Regions from separate parts of the Macaca mulatta genome. Here region 1 is linked to region 2. Evidence: chromatin contacts called from public Hi-C data. All regions are on one chromosome and are shown on one strand. The core of a region is the stretch at or near the end of the contact, and the rest is flanking DNA. Distances in the headings are between cores, read along the strand shown.

Region 1 (5,328 bases), core at 1,186-3,685, 140 kb before region 2:
CTCAAGATTCTTTCCAGCCATCAAACGAACATAAACTCTTGGTGTAGAAAGCAAGCTGGTTAAAAACGACCTTAACACAGTGGACCAGGAAAAAAAAAAAAGACTTTTAATTTTTCTTGTTATCCTATTTTTCCTCTCAAGTGTATGACAACTTCCATACCCCATTCCCCAGTTCCCTATCGAATTGTCATGTAAAAGTTATTCCTAAAAGCTACAGTGAGTTTTCTTGGTCCTGATTTATTTGTCACCAGCCTCAGTCTACACTCTACAAAAATACCCTCTCCAGTATTTCTCATGGGTGTGGAGGTCTAAGATGCCAGAACAAGAAAAATGTAGTTTAGTGGCACAGGATGCCCTAGTCTGCCCTCAGTGAGGTTTGCCCTTGCATCAAGGATGGGAGAGGAGGGCCTGGAGCTCTATGGCCTTGACCCCAGCACGTAGCCCACAGGTTGCCACAAAGTAGGGGCCAGTGAATATTTGTTGAATGCAAGGGAGCAGCTGAAGCTGGAGATGTATTGAAAGGGAGCGAGAAGGACACTTTTCCATCTTAGGACAAACAGCAAGGCAAGGTGTAGTGCCTCTAAGATAAGCTACCACAAAGACCCAAACATCAAGGAAGAGGTGCCTGGTTGGGATGGAGCACTGGGGAAGAGGGGCTGGCTAGATGGCAGAAAGCTGGAGCTGACTTGTAGTGATTTTCTATCTCTAAGCCTCAGTTTTTCCATCTGTTAATGGGGAGTGTTCATTCTTCCCTTCCTGTCTCAGGGATGCACGAGTGGTAAGTGGTGGTGGGGAGGCACAAGAGGGCATTTATTATTGGCATTTTTAAGTAAAGCCAACTGGAGACCTAGTTTTTTAAAAGGATGGGCTTTGGCTTTGCACAAAAGGCTCTCAGCTTCTTCTCCCCCTAGGGGAGTGTGAGTTTCCCAGGGAAAGAGGCAGCAGCAAAAAAAACTTCAGGCTTGGAGTGACTCTTAAGGGATCCCCTTCCGGACTCGTTAGGACAGAAATCCCTTACAGTCCAACCCCAGTATTGTCCTCTCTAAGCGCCAAACCTCACTACATATCCCTGGTCCCCTGGGGCTCCAATAATCATCAAAGGGACGCTGGCTCCCACGCCACTTCTCCAAACTGTTTACCAACACACCCACGTGCCAGACATACACGGCTGGGGGCTACACGGGCAGCTTCGGCCAAAGAGAGGGGGAGATGGCCCAAGAGCTTGAGAAGAGCCAGTGCCTGACCTCAGGCAGGGGCAGAGCTTTGGCCACCCATGGGGTGGCCCCCTCTTGGATGTCTCGGGGAGGTCCTTACCCGAGTCGCTTGGGCTCTCGGACCCGGAGCAGGCCTGGGTCTTGGGTTCGCCCAGCGGACAGGGGGCGGCGGGCGCCGGGTTGCCGGCTTCGAGGCTGGGAGTGCAGTCCGGGGCGGCGGACGCCTTGGGCGGGTTCCCCCGGGGCGCGCCAGCGGCGAGCCGGTCGCTCACAGCTCTCTCCAGCCGTTCCCGGGCCGAGAAGCCGCTCCACATGCAGTCGCGGCGGATGATGGAGGCGTAGTTCCTGCCCCAACCTTTCGAGTGGCCCCGGGATTCCGCTTCGTCCCCGGTGCACCCTCCGGGCCACGGCTCCGCGGGACCAATCCCGGGGGCCGGGTCCCCTGCGCCGGGACCCAAGCCCCAGGGCGGCGACGTGGGGGGCGATGGCACCAGCTCGAATTTCTTCCAGATGTCCTCGCTGGGCGCCGTGGAGCGGTAGAAATCCTCCCCGCAGTCATAGTCGTAGAAATAGTGCTGGTACGAGTCGTAGTCCATGTCCGCTCCCTGCGGGAGGGAAATGGGGACGTGCTGACCGGGTGCCGGCCGGGCGAAGGAGGCGTCCCCGGGTCCCTCGGCACAGCCGGCTGCCAGGCTCTAGTTCCTCCCCAACCCCACCGGCTTGCAGCCTGCGCCCAGTCCTCGCGTCCCGAGAAGCCGGGCCCCGGGTCAGAGTGGCAGGGGAAGCCAATCGCAGAGCGCGGACCCGGCTGCGGGCAGCGAGTTCAAAGCAAACTTTGCCAGCGCCGCCCGGAGCGCAGCTCCCAGGGCCCGGTGGGGCCGGGCGGGGGCGCGCCGTGCCCAGAAGGCACCCTGCAGCCAGCCCGCACCGCGGGACCCGCTCCCGTGCCGGGGCCACCCGCAGCTTCACCTCGCTCCCGCCGCCCGCCTCCTGGAGCGGACCGGCTCCCCGCCGGCTCGGGGCAGCCCGGCAGCCCGCACACACGCACATGCGCGCCGCCGAGAGCGCGGCCCGCACTCACAAGCGCGCCCCCCGCGCGCGCGCCCCCTCCTTCGCTCGCGCACGGTGGCCCGGACGCTCTCGGGATCGGCGCGGGAGCGCGAGCTGCAGGCGCATTGTTTCCTGGCTGCCTTATATCTCGTCGCGCGCCCGGGACCCAGGGACTGGGGGGCGGGCCCTATGGAACAAACCCCGCCTCCTCCCTGCCCACTCCAGGCAGTCGACAGGTGGGGCAGGCCCCACCTCCTGGCAGCGCTCGCCCACTCCGTTCTATCCCCGGTAGCCCCCCAAATAAATTGCACGCTGGGGAGCGCAAACAGGAGGCGGGCTGATGGGGCCCGGCAGCCGCCTGGTGGAGGCGTGACTCTATCGAGGCGCTGGCAGTGCCAGCCGGCTGAAGTAAACCATGCTCCTTGCCCACTCCGAATTGGAGAATTAGGGCTACTCCCCGCTCCACCCTGCGCGCCTACTTTCCCCGGCGCGCCCCGCTGGGTTCAGGTGCGCCCGAGCCGCCGCGGGGGGAGGAGGGAAACGCGCCACCTGGCGGCCCTCAGCCCTGAACTTGGGTTGGTTCCGGCGTCCGTCTGGTCACCCGTCGGCCCGTTTCTTAAGCTCGGTGGCCTAAGCCTGGACGGCATCGAAGCGAAGATGCCGGGCTTTAGAGCCTGAAACGTAACCCTCCTGAGCCTCAGTTTCATCTGTAAAATGAAGGGATGGTAATGCTTACCTTACAGGGTTGTTGTGAGGCTTTAGGGAAATAGAGCATCTAGGGAAGGGGCCTGGGCCAGGAGGAGACGCAGACGGCGCTGGCTTAGCCCCTGCTTTCGGTAGGGCGGTGCAGAAGTGAGGAGGAATTTTTCCCGGGGCAAAGCCAGGGCTGAGACCCGCTGTGCTCCCTCTCTTCTCACACAAAACACTGTAGGAGCTGCACAGTAGAGAAAAGAGAATGAGGATTTGGCATCTGGAAAATACTGCAGGACCAAGTTGTTTCAAGTTTTGCCCGGCATCGCTGGCCAAGATGATAGATAACCCCTCTGTATAACTTTTTTAAATTTTTAATATTTTTTTAAGAGACGGGGTCTCACTCAGCGTCAAGGCTGGAGTGCAGTGACTCGATCATGACTCGCCTCAGCCTCGAACTCCTGGGCTCAAATGATCCTCCTTCCTTAGACTCCGAAAGTGTAGGGATTACAGGCATGGACCACCGTGCTGGGTTCCCCTTTGTGTCATCTTCTACACAGATGACCTTTGGTGGAAGAGAAAAAATTAAACTATATGGCCAGTCTGAGATTTAGGCCAGAAGAGAGTAACTTGGGACAGCAGCCAATACATCTAGATTCCTCCACCTGGCATCAAGGTCTGGTGTCTGTCTACCCCAGCCTGATTACCTGCTGTCTCTCTCTTTCCCTCCCACCCCTGTGATCTAAGAACACCAAACTACTCACTGTTGGCAGACGGAAGTGAGAAGGGCAAGCAGTTCAATGTGGTTGGAGCATGGGACCCGAATGTGAGTTGTTACATGGGTTGGGAGAGAAGGCAGGGAAAATGACAGCCTTCCGTTTTAGATACGTTGGGTCTGGGCTGCATGTGGGATATCCTTGAAGGCAGAAACCTGCTCCTACTTGCTTTGTGATTTCTGCACATAGAACAGCTTCTGGCAGACATTTGTGAACTAACTGACTGAGAGACTCAGCCAACCAGATTTCACTGAGAGAGCTTGTGTGCCCTGCTTTGTGCTAAACGGAAGCCACAAATTAGAAGGGTTCCAGGTTTGGTTGCGCCCCAAGACGCAGACGTTGGATTGTCTTTTAGTGACTTTTCTCTGGTCCGCAGATGTCTGAGATGGTTGCCGTACTAGTCTGGGTTATTGGTTACAAATAACAAAAACCAAACTTAGGCCGGGCACGGTGGCTCTTGCCTGTAATCTCAGCACTTTGTGGGGCCGAGGCAGGCGGATCACAAGGTCAGGAGATCGAGACCATCCTGGTTAACACAGTGAAACCCCATCTCTACTAAAAATACAAAAAAATTAACTGGGTGTCGTGGCAGGCATCTGTAGTTCCAGCTACTCCGGAGGCTGAGGCAGGAGAATGGCGTGAACCCGGGAGGCGGAGCTTGCGGTGAGCTGAGATCACACCACTGCACTCCAGCCTGGGCGACAGAGCGAGACTCCGTCTCAAAACAAAACAAAACAAAACAAAACAAAACAAAACAAAACAAAAACCAACCTTAGACAAATGTAAGTAGAAAATAACTTTATTGGAATAATTGGTGGTATAGACCTCAAGGGAGGCTGGAAATTTACATTTGGAGAATGGGTCTTCCTCACCTAGACTACAGCCCCCACCCTGCAGCTCCTCCCATGGTTTCATTGTAGATGATATCTGGGGGCAACCAGGAGATGCTGCCCCTCCTCAAGAAGTAGGAAAAAGGAAATTAAGTTGTCTTCTGAGAGTTGCACTGCTTTTTCACTTTGAATATTTTTGTTTGTTTTATGTCTTCCTTGTCAGACTGTAAACTCAGTGAGGGCACACAAATGTCAGCCTTATTCACTGCTGTACGCCAGGGCTCGAGAACAGAGCCTGGCACATCATGGGTGCTGAGTATATGACTGAACACAAAATTATTCACTGCTGTACCCTAGGGCTTTAGAACAGAGCCTGGCACATCATGGGTGCTAAGTATATGACTGAACGCAAAACTCTAATGCTTTAGTTTTTGCGTTTTATTATTTATTTATTTATTTAGACAAGTCTCTATTGCCTAGGCTAGAGTGCTGTAGTACAATCTTGGCTCACTGTAACCTCCCCCTCCCAGGTTCAAGCGATTCTCCTGCCTCAGCCTCCCAAGTAGCTGGGATTACAGGCACCTGCCACCACGCCCAGCTAATTTTTTTTTAAAGGTCATACTGCTTCTGTTCCTTTTTTTTTTTAATGCTTTAAGTTCTAGGGTACATGTGCACAATGTGCAGGTTTGTTACATATGTATACATGTGCCATGTTGGTGTGCTGTACCCGTTAACTCGTCATTTACTTTAGGTATTTCTCCTAATGCT
Region 2 (5,591 bases), core at 2,786-5,285:
CCAGGTACTCCTCCAGAGGCTGAGGTAGGAGGATCACTTGAATCCAGGAGTTCAAGGCTGCAATGAGTTATGATTACACCACTGCACTCCAGCCTGGAAAACAGAGCAAGATTCTGTCTTAAAAAAGAAAAGAAAAAAAAAAAAGGCCAGGCACAGTGGCTCACACCTGTAATCCCAGCACTTTGGGAGGCCAAGGCGGGCGGATCACAAGGTCAGGAGTTCAAGACCAGCCTGACCAACATGGTGAAACCCCCTCTTCACTAAAAATACAAAAATTAGCCGGGCATGGTGTGTGCCCATAATCCCAGCTACTCCGGAGGCTGAGGCAGGAGAATTGCTTGAACCCGGGAGGCGGAGGTTGCAGTGAGCTGAGATCGTGCACTGTACTCCAGTCTGGGCGACAGAGCGAGACTCTGTCTTAAAAAAAAAAAAGTTAGCAATACAAAGAAGCGGGGACTATGGGAAAACTTTCTGGGGATAGCGACAGTTGTAGTTCTGGTGGCACCATCTAGTATGTTGACACTTTAGACCTTATTTTGCTTTCTGGTGGCCTTTGCCAGGGAAACAGACAATAGGTTCTCTATACTTAGTAATAATTGTTACTACTCATTGAGTGTTTACTGTGAGCCAAGTGTTTTATTAGTTTTCTGTCCTAATTCCTATCAACCACTTAAGATGGGTATTAATATCTTCTCTGAGGTTAAATGAGGATAACTCCAAGATCACACAGTTGGCAGAGCTGGGATTCAGTTTCAGAGTGACCCCAAAACCAGATCTTAATCATATTTCTATATTGCAGCTATTTCTTTTGCCAACTCCTAATTTTTGGGCCTGATACCCTATCTGAGGTTGAAATCTGGGGCCATACCCTTGGAGGGGAAGAAAGATAGGGTCACACAGATGGTTGTCTGTCATTAGCCCATTTGGCAGGGGAATATAGGATCTGCCCAAACGTTGACAGGCTCTGAGCCAGGTTGCACAGATGCAGGCAGTCCTCTGAGTCAGGCTGGGAGAGGCTCCAGATGAACCGCCAGACTTCTGTGTCTGAAATCCTGAGAGATATAGAGGAAACCTGGGTGGCTCCCTCAGAGACAAAGTGATTCTGCAGGTTCAGAATGCGCTGAACTTACAGGAGAGGAAGATATTAAAAGATAATTGCACAAATGATGAATAAGGATTGTAATACCTGCCAAGAAGGAAAAGCAGTATTGAATGAGAATGTATACATGGTCTTAGTTCATTCCTGCTGCTATAACAAAATACCTAGACTGGGCACTTCATAAATAATACACATTTCTTTATTTCTCTCTCTCTCTCTCTCTCTGTCTCTCTCTCTCTCTCTGTCTTTCGGTCTTGCTGTGTCACCCAGACTGGAATACAGTGGTGTGATCTCAGCTCACTGCAACCTCTACCTCTCAGGTTCAAGTGATTCTCCTGCCTCAGCAGGAGATTCGAGTAGCTGGGTTTTTGGCTGCATAGCTGGGACTAGAGGCGCCCACCACCACACCTGGCTAATTTTTGGATTTTTAGTAGAGATGAGGTTTTGCCATATTGGCCAGGCTGGTCTCGAACTCCTGACCTCAGGTGATCCACCCGCCTCGGCCTCCCAAAGTGCTGGGATTACATATGTGAGCTGCTGCACCCGGCAATAAAATTATTTCCTATAGTTCTGGAGGCTGGAAGTTCAAGATCAAGATGCCAGCAGGTTCAGTGTCTGGTGGGGGCCTGGTCTCTGCTTCTAAGAGGGCACCTTCTAGCTGCACAGAAAGCAAAAAGGCAAAAGGCCTAGCTAGTTCCCTCAGCCCTTTTAGTGGGCATAATCTCATCCACCAGAGAGGTGCCCTCGTGGCCTGCTCACCTCTGAACGGCCTCACCTCTTAATACTATTGCATTAGGGATTAAGTTTCAACATGAATTTTGGAGAGGATGCAAACATTCAAACCATAGGACCTGTACCAGATCTAGTCTGAAGTCTCATATGCAAATTATCCCCTTTTCATTTATTATCTTTTTATCATCACCATCATTTCCCCCTTTATGAGAACAGTATCTTCTGCATTCTCTCCTTGATTGCATCCGCATACCACAGCTTTGATTCAGATTCTGATTAGATCTTTGTGCTTATCTTCTAGCAGTTCTCCCTGCCTCTTTTGTTGCCCACTGAAGGCCATGCCCTACACGGTAGCTAGATTTTTATTTCTAAAATACAGTATGACTAGTGCCTCCTTGCTTTCTCACTAAGGTTTGACCTCTCTGGCCCGGCAGTTTGCTCAACCCCCTTTTCTTTAGCCTTATCTCCTACTCCTCTCCTGCAGGAACCTCTCACCTCAGCCCAGCACAGATTCCCATCTCCATTACTGTTCATTCATGTTTGCTCTGCAACGATCTGTCCGTCCATCTCTGCCTAGGAAATTACTATTCTGAATTCAAGGCACTCACTGAACATGTGCTAGATGAGAACTCACCACGGATGAAGCAATGGGTCCTGGACAAGGGGCAAGATCAGTGAGGAGGAAAAAGCTGGAAGACAGAAGGCAGCACATCTTCTGATGACCACTCCAAATGGTAATACTATTTCCAAAATAGACTGTAAGCACCATGAGAGCAGTAACAGGGTCTGACTTGTCCACTGCTGGATCCCCAGTTGTGCTTGGTACAAAATAACATAGCAATTATTGAACTCTTCCAATAATTGCTACTATGTAGCTCAATAATTTTTTTTCAGTGCATAAATACATGTTACAGATATTCTTTTATTTATTTATTTTTTTGAGACAGAGTCTCCCTCTGTCGCCAGGCTAGAGTACAGTGGCACAATCTCAGCTCACTGCAACCTCCACCTCCCGGGTTCAAGCGATTCTTCTGCCTCAGCCTCCCAAGTAGCTGGGACTACAGATGCCTGCCACCACGCCCAGCTAATTTTTGTATTTTTTAGTAGAGACAGGGTTTCACCATATTGGCCAGGCTGGTCTTGATCTCTTGACCTCATGATCTGCCTGCTTCGGCCTCCCAAAGTGCTGGGATTACAGATGTGAGCCACTGCGCCCAGCCCTTCATGTGATGGATGTTCTTCAACTATCTTCCAATCTCTTACTGGAGTTACAAGTGCATGTATCTAGACTTCTTAAAAGACCGGACATTCCTTAGGGCAGGGGTTGTAACTTAAGTCGTGTGTACATTCTTTATAATGAAGCATTTTACAAAGTGGTTTCACATACATTACTGCTTCTGTTTCTCATTACAGCCCCATGAATATTCCCCATTTGATAGATGAGGAAACTTTCTTCCTTCTCCTTCCTGCTTCCTCTTCTCTCTCCTCTTCCTCTAGAATGCATGTATGGTCTATGTTCCTTCTGTCCCTAATCCAGAAAGAGATTTAGAAGAACCAAATGCAGAGTCAAAGACTATATCCAAATAAAGTTAGAGTTTGTGTGAGAGACAGTGTTTTTAGTTAAATGTCAATATTTAAAATATACTATGACTTTTATACCATATTTTTTCATGTTGTCATGTTCTTTTAAACATGCTGGGAGCCATATAGTTAGGAAGAGGCTCAGTAACCCGTCCAAAGTAACCTGACCAAAGTCTGACCCCTAGTAGAGGGCCTATGCCAGCACTGGAACCCAGTGTGTCTCCAGATCCAGAGGCATTCACCGCCTCAAAACTGCCTCAAATGACTGCAGTGTGGTCTATCACAGGGGCTAATTAAGCTCCTGGGATTTAGAGTCAGACAGATGTGTTTCCTTCAGTTTCAACAGTTATTTTCTGACCTTGGCAAGTTATTCAGCTTCCTCATTTGAAAACCAGAGGACATAATGGTACCAACCACCGAGAGTTGCTATTAGGAGTAAATGAAAATACGCTTGAAGAACTCAGCATAGGTCTGGCAAGTAGTCAGCGTGCAGTAAATGGTAGCTGTTATTATAAGAACTTTAGTTGTTGAATGATTGACTCTGGCATATAACTCCTGCATTCAACTTGAAACACGGAGCTGTCACAGTCTTTCAGCCGAAGGGGCGGGAACTGTGGCACTCGCCAGTTTTTTCTAGAAATAAATCTTTGTGGGAGGATAATGACCGGTTGGAGAGCGTGAGTCTTGAGGGAACAAATATCGGATCTCCCAGCCCAAGGAGCAAGGAAGTGAATCCTCCCCTGCGCGCGGCAGCCACCGTGCGGAACCTCCCCCTGAAGCGAGTAGCAGCCGCCTGGGCCCGCGCAGCCCAGGGCGAGGCTGCCTCAGAAGCCGGATTTCAGCATGGTGGGTGCAGGATCTGCTTTAATTTTGCTCATCTTATTCTCGGGGACCACACCCTGCGCGCCGGGAGGAAGGGCTCCAAAACCACAAGGGCGGAGGCTCTCGCGCGGCCCCAGACCTGACCATCTATGGTCACAAAACACACCGACCAAACAGGAAGTGGGGTGAGAGCGGAGGGTTTCTTACCTTCCCAGTCCCGGGACTGCCAGCCGGGCTGAGGCTGACCCACAGCGCCCTCACTGACCCCCACACCCTGCGCCCAGTCTCCGCAAGTCCTCCCACAACAATGTCCAGACTAATTGCCTTCCCACGTCACAAACGGGGAAACCGAGGTATGCACGCCCAGAGACAGGGGGAGCTTGGCCTCGATCCCCACCAAGAGCTGACGGCCGACCGGATTCCTGCCCTCAGAGAATCCTGGACCCCAGTCGTTCCAAGACCCTTTCCGGACTGCAGCGGAAAGGAACCGGCCTCTGCCACTGAGACCAAACTGACAGAGAACTGGCCACTCTTCTGTTCCTTCCAGAGACGAGCTTAGCCAGGGACTTCTGCCCTTCCTGCGCCCGGGTCTCGGGGACGATTCCGGGTAGGTAAAGCGGGACGAGGGCGTGACCTCGCTTGTGAGCCCGCCCTCCTCGCGTCGCTCCCGCCTTGAGGGCGGGGCTCTTCCCCAAGTGCCCTCTGTGCGAGCTGGGCCGCTTTCTCCGGGGCGTGGCAAAGGGGGGCGGAGTCACGAGCGGGGCCGTGAGACTTCCTGCCCAGTCGCGGGCCAGCCTAGCGCTTCAGCCGGCGGCTCATTTCCGGTGGGGGTGCCGCGCCCAGTGAGGGCCCGGAAGTGGGTCGCGCGGAGATTGCTGGGCGGTTCTTGCCGGAAGCGGAGAGCGGCTGATCGTAGTCCGGAGGTGAGGCAGAACTCTGAGGTGAGGGTGTGCAGCTTGGTAGGGACTGGGGTCTCCTCCGCGGCCCATGGGCCCCTGGTGTTGTTAATGGCCCTTCTGGCCTGCGCGCGTGTCGTGAACCCTGCCTAGAGGGCCGGGGCTGAGGCCCTCAGGCCGACCCGGACTCCTGGGCGCGGTCTCTTGAGGTGGGGCCGGGGTGAGCAGCTGAGTCCGGTTGCCCGAGGGAGGCCCCTCTGCCCGATTTCGCAGTGCCGCCCATCATTTTCAGCGGAGGCCTGATTCCTGAGGTGCTCTGACTGGAAGGAACCTCCGAGATCGGAGAGTCTTTCTTGTTCCCTGTTGATGCTCCCATTGCACTGATGGGTAAATTGATCCCTAGAAAAGAGGCTAGTCCGAGATATATAGCGAGTGAGGAAAATAATCAGAATCATGGTCCT

The links. Hi-C and Micro-C count contacts between places; a contact is called where the count stands out from the background.
Region 1: a contact with region 2 is called in a Hi-C map of fetal cortical plate, with 1.6 times the contacts expected there. The contact joins the promoter of MYCL here to the promoter of CAP1 in region 2. A contact is called at or near these places in 2 of 14 Hi-C or Micro-C datasets (fetal cortical plate and liver).

What each region holds. Positions count from the first base shown.
Region 1 is chr1:200,884,231-200,889,558 of T2T-MMU8v2.0, reverse strand. It overlaps MYCL (MYCL proto-oncogene, bHLH transcription factor), which reads right to left and starts at 2,435. Exons shown (of 3, transcript XM_015136019.3): 1 at 2,184-2,435; 2 at 1,315-1,819. The coding sequence starts at 2,264.
Region 2 is chr1:200,749,417-200,755,007 of T2T-MMU8v2.0, reverse strand. It overlaps CAP1 (cyclase associated actin cytoskeleton regulatory protein 1), which reads left to right and starts at 4,035. Exons shown (of 13, transcript XM_015136064.3): 1 at 4,035-4,841. It overlaps LOC106997909 (a long non-coding RNA gene), which reads right to left and starts at 2,649. Exons shown (of 2, transcript XR_003723509.2): 1 at 2,466-2,649.